Linked DNA regions of Mus musculus: all the other regions are linked to region 2. Evidence: chromatin contacts called from public HiCAR-type and HiChIP or PLAC-seq data. All regions are on one chromosome and are shown on one strand. The core of a region is the stretch at or near the end of the contact, and the rest is flanking DNA. Distances in the headings are between cores, read along the strand shown.

Evidence for each region. HiCAR-type assays count read pairs that join an accessible place to other places. HiChIP or PLAC-seq counts read pairs in DNA pulled down with a chosen protein or histone mark.
Region 1: a contact with region 2 is called in a HiCAR-type map of astrocytes, with 2.7 times the contacts expected there. The contact joins two enhancer-like sites. A contact is called at or near these places in 2 of 484 Hi-C or Micro-C datasets (cortical neurons and nephron progenitors) and 5 of 115 datasets of contacts at active chromatin or transcription factors (astrocytes, embryonic basal ganglia, embryonic forebrain and 2 more).
Region 3: a contact with region 2 is called in an H3K4me3 HiChIP or PLAC-seq map of forebrain, with 4 times the contacts expected there. The contact joins two enhancer-like sites. A contact is called at or near these places in 1 of 39 promoter capture datasets (hippocampal neurons), 2 of 484 Hi-C or Micro-C datasets (both in cortical neurons) and 12 of 115 datasets of contacts at active chromatin or transcription factors (VIP interneurons, craniofacial prominence, embryonic basal ganglia and 8 more).

What each region holds. Positions count from the first base shown.
Region 1 is chr8:12,323,845-12,327,126 of GRCm38.p6, forward strand. No RefSeq gene overlaps it. Among named protein-coding and RNA genes, the nearest start is that of Gm33175, 6.0 kb to the left of the region's middle. Within about 2 kb of position 1,262, at least 17 of the 459 cell types and tissues checked have an H3K27ac peak or open chromatin away from gene starts, as enhancers often do. A contact at or near this core is called in astrocytes, where this site is marked.
Region 2 is chr8:12,163,427-12,167,214 of GRCm38.p6, forward strand. No RefSeq gene overlaps it. Among named protein-coding and RNA genes, the nearest start is that of Gm33029, 75 kb to the right of the region's middle. Within about 2 kb of position 2,450, at least 34 of the 459 cell types and tissues checked have an H3K27ac peak or open chromatin away from gene starts, as enhancers often do. A contact at or near this core is called in astrocytes, cortical neurons, forebrain and 2 more, where this site is marked.
Region 3 is chr8:12,399,030-12,402,649 of GRCm38.p6, forward strand. The region is part of intron 1 of Sox1ot (Sox1 overlapping transcript); the gene reads left to right. Sox1 (SRY (sex determining region Y)-box 1) reads left to right here. Exons shown (of 1, transcript NM_009233.3): 1 at 1-526. Among named protein-coding and RNA genes, the nearest start is that of Sox1, 5.3 kb to the left of the region's middle. Within about 2 kb of position 2,287, at least 67 of the 459 cell types and tissues checked have an H3K27ac peak or open chromatin away from gene starts, as enhancers often do. A contact at or near this core is called in cortical neurons, forebrain, neural progenitor cells and 1 more, where this site is marked.

The sequences.
Region 1 (3,282 bases), core at 12-2,511, 160 kb after region 2:
GCGACCACCACCCAGCCAAGGGCGGCAGCTTCCAGAAGTCCTGAGAGTCCTTTCCCCCCGCTGTGAGGCTCTGGGAGTCTGAAGGGTGAGTCACAGAGAGGGTGTGGGCGCAGGGGCCATCAGCCAGGGGTAGACAGCTGATATGCACAAGGAGATGCAGTGAGAAAGCAGAGCGCGCCCCAGAACCCACAAACATTGTGAACTTTCTCTGCTTTTTCATATTGTTTCCCAAAGAGAAGCAAATCAATTCAAAGTCTCTCTCTCTCTCTCTCTCTCTCTCTCTCTCTCCCATTTCTCCCTAAGCTATACTTGTATATATAGTTTTTCATTTGTGCAATTACAACCTAATTTCTAGATACAAACAGGGAAGTGGGGTGAGAAGTCTGACAGAATTTTCAAGTACGTTGTTTGGGGACCTTCCTATAAAACAAAAAAATACATTTGCTCTTGAAGACGCTGCTCTGGCCTGTGATGTGACCTTGAAACATTTAATTTGTTCTTGTGGGAGGGAAAAACCTGTGTGCTCACGGAAGCTCTTTTAGATTAATAACTGATTGTTTTAAAGATGAAAGAAAGGAAAGAGACAGAGAGAGAAACGGAAAGAGAAAGGGGGGGAGAATTATTTTCTAATAGGATGATATAAAGTCACTTGGGCTAAATTCCAGACTTGTGGTTGTTGTTGGATATTAAACACTGTGGGCTGGGCTTTGATTTCGGGAAGCAGGCATGACTATCCTAAGAAATCGGTGTTGTCAGGATGATACTGGGCACCGAACAAAACGGGTGGGATGGGTGGGCGGCAGGGGACGATGGAGTGAGGGGCCCCAGGCAGCTGCTTCCCTTCTGAAAATTGGACTGCAGTAAATGCCAGTTGGGGTGGCTTTGAAGACGCCAGCCACCAGCTAAGATGGCCTCATCTAAAATGCAGGCGGTGAGGCCGGAGGGGGGTGGGGGCTCTGTGTTCCAGCAGAGCCTCCCCCTGGCTCCAAGTCAGAGGGCACCACAGGCAGAGGAAAATATTGAGCCAGTGCGGGTTTGAACAGAAGCACCTGATTCGTCTTTTATTACCAAAGAAAGACTTGAAAGGCCCAGGTGAAATTTCCCTCCATTGTTTAGAAAAAAACTCTCTGTAATTTGCCCCCAGGGAAAGCCAAGCTCCTGGTGGCCAGGGCCCCGCCCCACCCCTCTGTCACCAGGCCTGTCTCTGGAAGCAAATGTCTCCAGAGTCCCTGGAGAACGGAGGCCAATGGGGCCACTGAAGGTCAGGGCTGCCCACTGCGGCCTGACTTTTAGCTAAAGAGGCTTCGCTTTCCAACCGCCCTGTCGAGTCTAATTTGGTGGCATTATGTGAAGGGGTGGGGCGCTCCTGACAGGAAGGGTTAAATGAGATTACAAGCCCGGCAGGCTGTCAGCAGCCACCGCTGGCTGGGATGGCAAATTGCAATTTAATGGTCAGCTTTATCTGTACGGTATCAGTGGAAATCGGCTGTTTTCAGCAACTTAATTGGCACTGTTTGCAGGAGTTTTTTGAGGAGGTAGGAGAGTTGACTGGATCTTAATGTTGAATAATTTAGAAAGCAAAACTGGCAGAAGGCTGGTGGAAACCGGCGGCAGCGGGTCTTGTTTTTCTGAAGCGCAGAGAGCTTATGAATGGGCCAGATACTGAATTCTGCTGTAGTAACCAGAACTTTCTAAAAATACTCCGAGGGTCTGATATACTGAGGCTTTATTTATAGGAAAATAAACAAAGAGTGGCAATTGCTTTTCCGATCTGTGTGTGCATCTGACTGTCGCGGGCATGAGAATGCAGGAAGATGCGGCAGCCGAGGATGTGCACCGATGGATGAGTGCGGAGGGGAGGCCTCAGGCTGGAGGGACAGGTGTCCCAGAGAACACCCCTGGTACCAAGCCGATGGCAGGACTGTGTGAGCACATGTATAGGGGAAACTCATGTTTTATGCACATGTACAAATAAATATATGTGCCCATGAATGTGGGTGAGTCTATTCCAGCATGTGAACACATGGGAGGTATAATGTGTTCATGTGTGCAGCTTTGGATATGTATGTATACATGTGTAACTGTGAGTGTGTATGCCCACATTAATGAGTGTGCATGGATGTGTGTGTGTGTGTGTGTGTTAAAGGGTAAGTATGTGTGCTCATATGTGATGTATGCACATCTGTGCATTTGGACATGTGTGTAAACATGTGTATATGAGTTTTGGAAGTCAGTACATAAGTTTGATGTGTGTTTCTGTGCCTCTGTGTGTACATGTGTGTGAGTCATGTGTATGCATGTATATGAGGAGTCTCTGCACACAAAGTATAGATGAGTATGTATGTGTTAGATACATGTAACCATGATATGTGTACACATACATAAGCATGTGTTATAAGTGGGTATAACTATATACATATGTGGTGTGAAGTGTGTGGTATATGTTGCATATGTATATATGACAGTGTGTGGGTATGTGTCTGATTGTGATGTATGTATATATTTTATGTACATGTATGTGAAAATTGAGGGAATATACATGTTGGGTTGATGTATGTGACATGTATTATATGTGAATGTGAAAGTGTGTGTATGTGGGTATACATATGTAGCTATGATACATGTTGTATAGATACATGTGTATGTTCATGTAGGAATGAATATATATATATTATGATGTGTGTGATATATTTACATTTTTATATGGGAGAATGTGAATATGTGTGTGATGTGTTTGTGTATGAATGTATGTTAGTGTGTATATGGATATGTATGTGTGGTGTTTGTGTTGTATATAGTGTTTGAGCATGCATGTGTCCGTGTGTGTGTGATATGTGTGATGTGCTTGTATTGTGTATGTGAGCATATACATAGGCATTTGCATGAGTGTGCATGTGGAATATGAATATGAGTACAGGAGGGCACATGACTTTGTGTATAGGCATGATTATGGGGTATACATATGTGGGGGTGGGAGCTAACCTGTGGCAAGCATGCTAGTTTATCTGTGTCAAAGCTACAATAGTGAAGGCTAGAGCATCAAGCCTGCCCAGAAAGCCATAGTTTAACAGTGGTGCCCAGGTGTCTGATTCATGGATGCTCTGTCATCTATGTGCACATCTATGTGCACAAGTAGGGTAGGATGTGGCAGCTCCGTGTTTGGTCACCTGTGGCAAGCAAGGAATCAGGAAGGAATCTGCACAGCAGGGAAATGGGCTGGCAGCTGATACTGGTAGCGTGTGTGGCCCTGTGCACCTGAGGGAGGCTTGAGTTGCAAGGACA
Region 2 (3,788 bases), core at 1,200-3,699:
CATTTTAGGCTTTTAAAGGCTCCATTACAGGACTTATTATGCTAAAAGAAACACACCTGGCATGCCACGGCTTCTAAGTGTATCAGGCAGGCTGTCGTAATGACTCACTTAAATGCCGGGGCCAGAATTCCTTCCCGTGATTTCTATGTAAATTGGACGCCTCTCACAATTACTGTAATATGCGTGCAATTCCACTTATTATTTCTTTTAACGCCGAAACTTTTATCACTTAACTCACTGGACAGAATATTTGAGCCATTTGCAATCATTAGAACAGTTTTGTTTGGTCAAACCCTTGTGGGATTATATTCTGGGAAAGACGGAGTGAATTATATTCATTGCAAGAAAACAGCAATTTTAAATATATAAGGGGCACCAGGAAAATGTTCATTTTCCTGCAAATTCAATATTATATTTTACTTTTTCGTTTTCTTTTTCTTTTCTTTCTCTCTTTCTTTCTTTCTTTCTTTTTTTTTTTTTTTTTTTTTTTTTTTACAGCAGGGTAAGGCTTTTTATCTTTAAGCAATTTATAAAACCCAGCATGGACAGGGAGTGAGGCTGCCATAGAAGACCACACTGATACATAAATAGTTACTCTGTAGACAGGGAGAAGCGAGATCGCAGGGATTTGAGGTAATAGCTTTTCACTTTGGGAGGTTTTCCTTGTGATCCTAGATGGAGGGCATGGAGTGTTTGCCGATTTTTCCTAGGTTCCAACATGGAACATTTATCACGTTACCCCTCTCTGGTGCTAGTGCCCTCACCTGCCCTCCACCTCCTTTCCCAGGAAGCCGGGGCCAGCTGAGTGATGATCCCACCCAAACACCCTGCTCCCCTTGCAGACTTCCAGACCACATCAAATTCGTTCAAATAGATTAGAGAACAAAAGCAGGAAATGAAGACACATTGTTGCCTTTTATGCAGATTCCCCCCCCCCCCCCACGTGCAGAAGGGGTGTTCAGGCATCTCCCTTGTAGCTTAGATGCTGCCTGCTGGAGGCTCCTTCCCTGTGCTGGTCACTTGAAATTTTAGCAGCCTGAGAGAAAGCCTCCATCCACATCAGCTCTGTGACTATGCACCTGACATGTAAGTTAAAGTGTAAGTACATTTGTCTTCAACACACTACTGGGCAAGCTTGATTAATGTGTAGTTGCACAAAGCCATTTAAGTTTGGGGGCCAAGCGTTCGAGCTTTTTATTACACTGTTTTAAAATGAGGCAACCGTTAGGTAACACAGCTTAGACATCAGATATTTATCTTCCTGACCCTATCCTCCAAGCTAATGAAGATCAGTCGAAAACTCCAAGTTTTCTTGAAGACCCTATCATGTGGCATAAAAGTTAATTTAAAAAATATATATATATATACTTCATCTAATTTTTTTCTGGTGATATCCCCCAAAGAGAAGATATTTGCATTTTTCCAGAGGTCAAACTAAAATGGTGACCCTCCTGTTACATCAGTGCTCCTTTCCATGTTGATAAAAATCTTTTGGGACATACATGATAATGGATATGTAATATGTAATCCCATGTCACATGTATGTGTGGGCTGATATGTGTGTGAGAGAAGGCAGGCAGACAGATAGACAGACAGACAGACAGACACAGTCCCAGCAAGAGAGAGTTAGTGACACTGTGCTGCTTCATCTGGTCAGACTTAATAGTGAAGCCACCTCTGACCTGTGTACAGTAATCATTAGGAGAGAGAGAGAGAGAGATGTGAGAGAGAGTGTGTTCGTGAGGGAGATTCAGGCTTTTAAATAAAAGATGGAGACTGAAACTCAAATCCATGCATGTTCCAGCAAAGGAAGGTTTCAGAGTTGTGGTGCCTCCAGCCCAGCAGGAGCAAACCCTGCACGCATCTCAGCCTGAGTGTCAACTAGAAGTACAGGGCAGTGTCTGTAATGGCATCTCTCTCTCTCTCTCTCTCTCTCTCTCTCTCTCTCTCTCTCACACACACACACACACACTCACACACACACACCACGAAGCAACAGTAGCTCCAGGCCTTAGATAATAAACTCTTGGCATGTAGCAGGTGAAATCAAATGCACCCACATTGCATGCTCCACTCCCATTCCTGGAAATGAATGCAACAGAGGAGGAGAAACTTAGACTGTATGCAGACTTCTAAAGAGATGCAGCTACCTCAAGAGAACTGCAGAAGGCAACCCTCCGAGATGGACATCGCCTCCCCGCGTCAGGTGCAATCATTAGCAGAGACTATTTTATAAATCGTAAATTGATAATGTATTCATGGGACAGTGGAGAAAAGCCAGCGCATTATTTCGCTTTTTCCGCCTGCGTATTTTCGAAGACCTCCCATAGTTAACATTATAATATAGTTAGTGGCTACAAATCACCGGGGCTGATTATAGGAAAGCTGTCAGCTCGCTCCGCTCTGAAAAGGCTGAAGCAAATAGCTTCTCTCTTTGCCATGGAGACTGGGTCTGTTTTTACGGTTTCTCTGGAAACCAGAGCCTTTCTGTTGTTAGACCTTTTTAGTTACTTTAGCTATTAAACCCTCTGCTTGAGACAAAGGAAGGAGGCGTGCAGCCACTTCCGCCCAGGGAAATCTCAGGGCTCAGAGACGCAGAACTCAGGGCACGGGAAACAAAAGCTGGCCGACTGGGTTGGGACGCGTTTGCCAGGGAGGTGGCTGTGCTCAGGGTAGTGGGCTTGCCATCAGGTGAGGGAGGCCTCACCGGGCTGCTGCCCGGCACCCAGACTGCAGGCTGCTCTGGGAGCCCAGTAGGATTCACATCATAGGCACCCTGCACCCCTAGCCTTAGATATTACCACGAACCTGGGGTTGGAAGATCTCGTCATTCGACAGTGTGTGTTCCCACCAAGCAATGTGGCCCAGATCCACCACTGCAGAGAACGAGGGTGCATTGTGCTTATAAAACAAAATTGGAACCTAAAATAATGAATATCTGTGTGGTCAGATATTATTTTACAAAGCAAGAGAAAATGAATTTGGCATATGGAGTCCAGAAAGACTCCCCCTGAGTTACTTGCGATCCCTGCAGGTTCTCTCTTCCCCTTGGGTTGGCCCTTCCCACCACTCGACAAGGCCTTTATCTCAGAGGATCTTTTCCTCATTGCCAAAGCTCATGTCAGTCTCACCTTTGGGTTACAGTGTTTCCCACCCAAGGAAAAGGAATGGACTCTCTGGAAGAAGCCCCTGACTAAAGAGGCCTCAAATACAGAATTCACATGAACAGTCAAGTAGCCCTGCTAGCCAGGATTTTTCTGTCATGCAGGCCTTGCGGCAGGCTGAGCATGCAATGAATTTCATTTGAAATATTAATGTTCTCCCTGGGTCCCCAGCTATCTTCCCTCTATCTGACCGACACTAAGGTTCTGTGACATTAGGAGGTAAAACTAAGAAAGTAGCAGCCGAGGGGTTGGGAAACTGCTATGCAAGCACAAAGACCTGAGTTCAAATCCCCACTCCCACAGAGAAAGTGAAGTGTTATTGTATGAGCCTGTTATCCCAGTGCTTGGGAAGCTGAGACGGGAATGGGGATGGGGGGTTCGAGGCTTGCTGGCTGGCCAGTCGAGCCTAAGCAGAGAGCCCCAAGTCTCAGTTTTCCCTGACAGTGACAACCAAGCTTGAACTCTGGCCTTTGTGCACAGGTACATGTGTGTCCCACATACTCACAAACACAAAGCTGCTCACACATGTGCACATGCACACACACATTAAAAAAGCAGTATTTATCAGCTGATACTTGTTGGCAGGAATCAATGTTAAGAATGGGACACTCACCGTTTCAATAC
Region 3 (3,620 bases), core at 1,037-3,536, 240 kb after region 2:
CTTTAAATATTTTTAATTATATTTTTTCTAGGTGTTTATTGGTATATTGCAGGTCCCCCCCCCCTGGAATTTAAAGTTCCCTGTAAAACTTTGTCTTCAAGTAATCTGACAGCATTAAATATTGCATTTAAAAGTTATACTGTAGCAAATATGTTTTAAAATTAATCATGACATTAGAATGAAATTCTATTTTTGAAGGAAATTTTCTTTAAGTCCAGATGGGGAATGATACTATTTTCAGCATCCTTTCCCCTGATTTTTTCCCAATTTCTTTTCTTGGAATGAATATGGACTAGCCATTCAAAAGTGGACTTAATCTAGCAATTCAGTAAGACCAGAGCTCAACCTACATTGGAGAATATCTTTCAGTATAAATGCTAATATTACAAGTGACACGTGTGATTTTTTTTAAAGTCATTTAATGATTTTGCTTAAACCCCTCATTCCTTAAAGTGATTGCAAGAGATTCAAGAATGACGCCCACTGCTTTCTGATGAGGTAATAAAAGAACACCCCTCCCTTTTTCCTTTCTTTGTTTTTCTTTTAGGGTTTTGCTTTGTTGTTTCTAGAGCTGCTTAGCCTACCGCTTAGGAGTCCAGGAGGGAGGCCACACTCTGTGGCAGTCTAGGAAGAAATGCCCCAATAGCCTCAGGGAAATTCTAGAGAGTGTTTAGAGTCCAACCCACTTCCCCCTTAAAACGCCAAGACCTTTGCAGACTGGCCCCCAACACCACCCTGCTCTTTATTTAGGGAGAATCAAAGGTGGCCACACTCACCTCTGTTTTGCCTGGGCTTCTGGAGTTCCTGGTGTGCCTTGGCTGGGGGCAACTAAACCAGGGCTCAGTGCATAGGAGTTATGGCCACTTTAAGTGAAGCACCCCACATAAAGTTAGTCATCTTGTTAGTATCAGACAGCTCAGCCCCCACCCCCACCCCAAGACTTTCAGAGGTTTGTGCTCCCTACTTGAGCTCTACCCAGTGAACAAGAACTCTTTGTGCCAGGCTTTCAAGCCACCTTCCTTTGGGTTCTACTGATGTGAAAGACAAGGAGAAATTCTCTAATGACTTAATTTGAAAACAATACAGAGGGGGGGGGGCTTCTCTCAAGATCGAGGCCAGATCCAGACAGACAAACTTTCTCCATTTTAAATAAATGGAGAGAATTTTCTCCTAGGTCTTACTTAGAGCCCAACTCAAGGGTAGTTTCAGTACCTTACCGAGCCATGCACATTTTTATTCAAGTGAGGGTTTTTTGTTGTTGTTGTTTTTGTTTTTTTTTTTTATGGCTATGATTACCAGATAACTCACTTCCAAAGTTCGGGCGGTGTTTCCTTCTATTAGTGCGATCTTGTTTAAAACTCTGTGTGGAGAATGGGGCAGGATCTTTGCGAAGCGTGGATAAAGTTTGCATAACTTCGTGTAGGGCGCCTGGGTGGCTTCTAACCCACGGGTAAACTGAGCGGGATGGTTTGCCTGGTGGTCGCCCCCCCTCCGCCCCCTTGCCCCTCTCCCTCCCTCTCTCCTATTCCCCTTTCTTTGCTCACTTAAAAAAAAAAAACTCACTGGCCCCTTTTTATTGTTGCCACTGAGACTTTGACACCCTCCCTCAAACGCACTAGTAGGCAGATGAAACGAATTAATTTTTTTAAAGGAGTTGCGGGCGCAGCGCGCCTGATCTGCAGATGTGTCGGGATGTGACTGATAGGTCTATTAAAATCATGCGTGTGGGAGAAGAATAACACTCATATTCACGCATTTCATTTTCCCCGACAAAGACTGGGCACTGCCGAGCTCTGTCTCCGGAAAATTCCAGTTTATTCCAGAAGCCCTCCCCAGCACTCATGTTCTGGGGACGCAGGAAAGCAAGCTCTGTCCAGCCCGGGTTCAGCACTGCTGGCTCGGGGCCCCTGAGCTCTTGTGGTCACGCCCTCTCCCCAACCCAGCTTCCGCAGCGGGTGTCCGGGAGCCCCGCGGTGGAATCTAACCGTAGGTTAGAGTCCTGGGAAAGTTCAGGAGGAGAGCAGACTTGGCCTTGGCGCAGCACTTGGCGGGATTGAGAGGGCGGACGGATAAGGAAGAGAGAGGCGCAGCGCGGGCCCCCGGGGCGAGAATGCCAGAGTCCCTCTGTGCGGGGTGGCGGGTGGCGGGTGGACTGGTCCAGGCTCCTGCAGCGCAGCTCAAGCCTGCCTCCCCAGCTCGAAGCTGGGAAGCCTCACCACCCCTCCTTCTCTTCTCAGCCCTCCTCTTCCCCCCTCCCGCCCGGCCCTTCCTCTCCAGCTGTGCCTGGCAGGACCCAGCTTCACCCGCCCCCAGAACCAGCGGGGCAGTGCGGCGGCGGACAGCATCCTCCGTCCCAGGCATTGAGGCCAGGACCTCTGGGGGAGCGGGCCGGCCTCCAGTGGATCTTCCACGCTGCCTCCTGAGTTCCAAGTCACCCGTGCTTCTGTGGTTCTGCTGTCCGCTGAGACCCGCACCTTGCTCTGCTCTCATGTCCCTCTCACCACTTTCCTGTCCACCAAGTCTTCTCATCCCTGCCCTTCCCCTAGCCTCCGGTCTGCAGCCTCTGCTCTTGCTTGGCTTTTCCACCACGCGCTGCCAAGCCCTCCCTTTGTCTTGGTATTCGGTCCGCTTCCCGCCTCCTCAGCCCCTCTCTTCCCCAGCCGCCCCATCGTAGGCACAGGTTCAGGGCGATCGGTGCTTTCTTCCAGCTTGTCTGTCCTTGCGGGGGTGGCAAGTAAGGGCTTGGCGTCCACCGTACTCATGCCCACGCTTGCCCGAAGGCCGTTGGGGAATTAAGAAAAGAGCGGTGTGTGTTAAAGACTGCAGGGTTATGGCGGAGAAAGTCCTGACCTGGGGTCAGCCTCAAGCCAAACCCTTTTACAATCAGTCGGGAAACCAAGCAGGTCCCAGGCGGGACCGCAACAAGTGGGCGCAGAGAGGGGGAGGGGAAGCAGGGTTTCCAGGCAAGCAAAGACAAGGAAAAGACAGAGTGGCAAGCAGCTCCAGGCAGAACTGGGTTCTGGGCAACAGCGGACACAGGCTGCGTCTAGGCCTGGACAGTGACTAGCTACCTTCAAAGGTTTCGTTCTCAGGGAACCGTCTGCACTGGCTAAGTCTAGGGTGCCTCCTGGGTACTATTCCTTGGGATTCGAGTCTAAAGAGAAAGCTGCACGGGCCTCTACCCAAGAGGTCCCGTTTATTTGAGTAGCAATACATAAATAAATAAAAATAAGGGCAAGTTCTTGGAAGCTGGACTCAGTGGTCCTCTCGTAACCCCTGCATTATTTTAGACTCAGTACAGCCATCCGTGTCTTTGCAAGCTGTAGATGAGATGGTATTGAAAGGACAGTGTCTTTGCAAGCTATAGATGAGATGGTATTGAACGGAAGGCATTACTAAGACAGTTTAGTCGCCAGACTTGGTTGAGTGAAATACTAAAGGGCAAAATTTACTATTTATTCACGTTGATGGAGACCAGGAACGTGGAGGGAGGCCTGAGGACAGGGAAATAGGTTTGTCCTCCTTAGCGCCCCATTGGGAATTCCTACTGAGATGATATCGGTTAACTGATAATGTTTGACAAATGTGGAAAATATAAAAGCCCAAGGAAGTAATATACA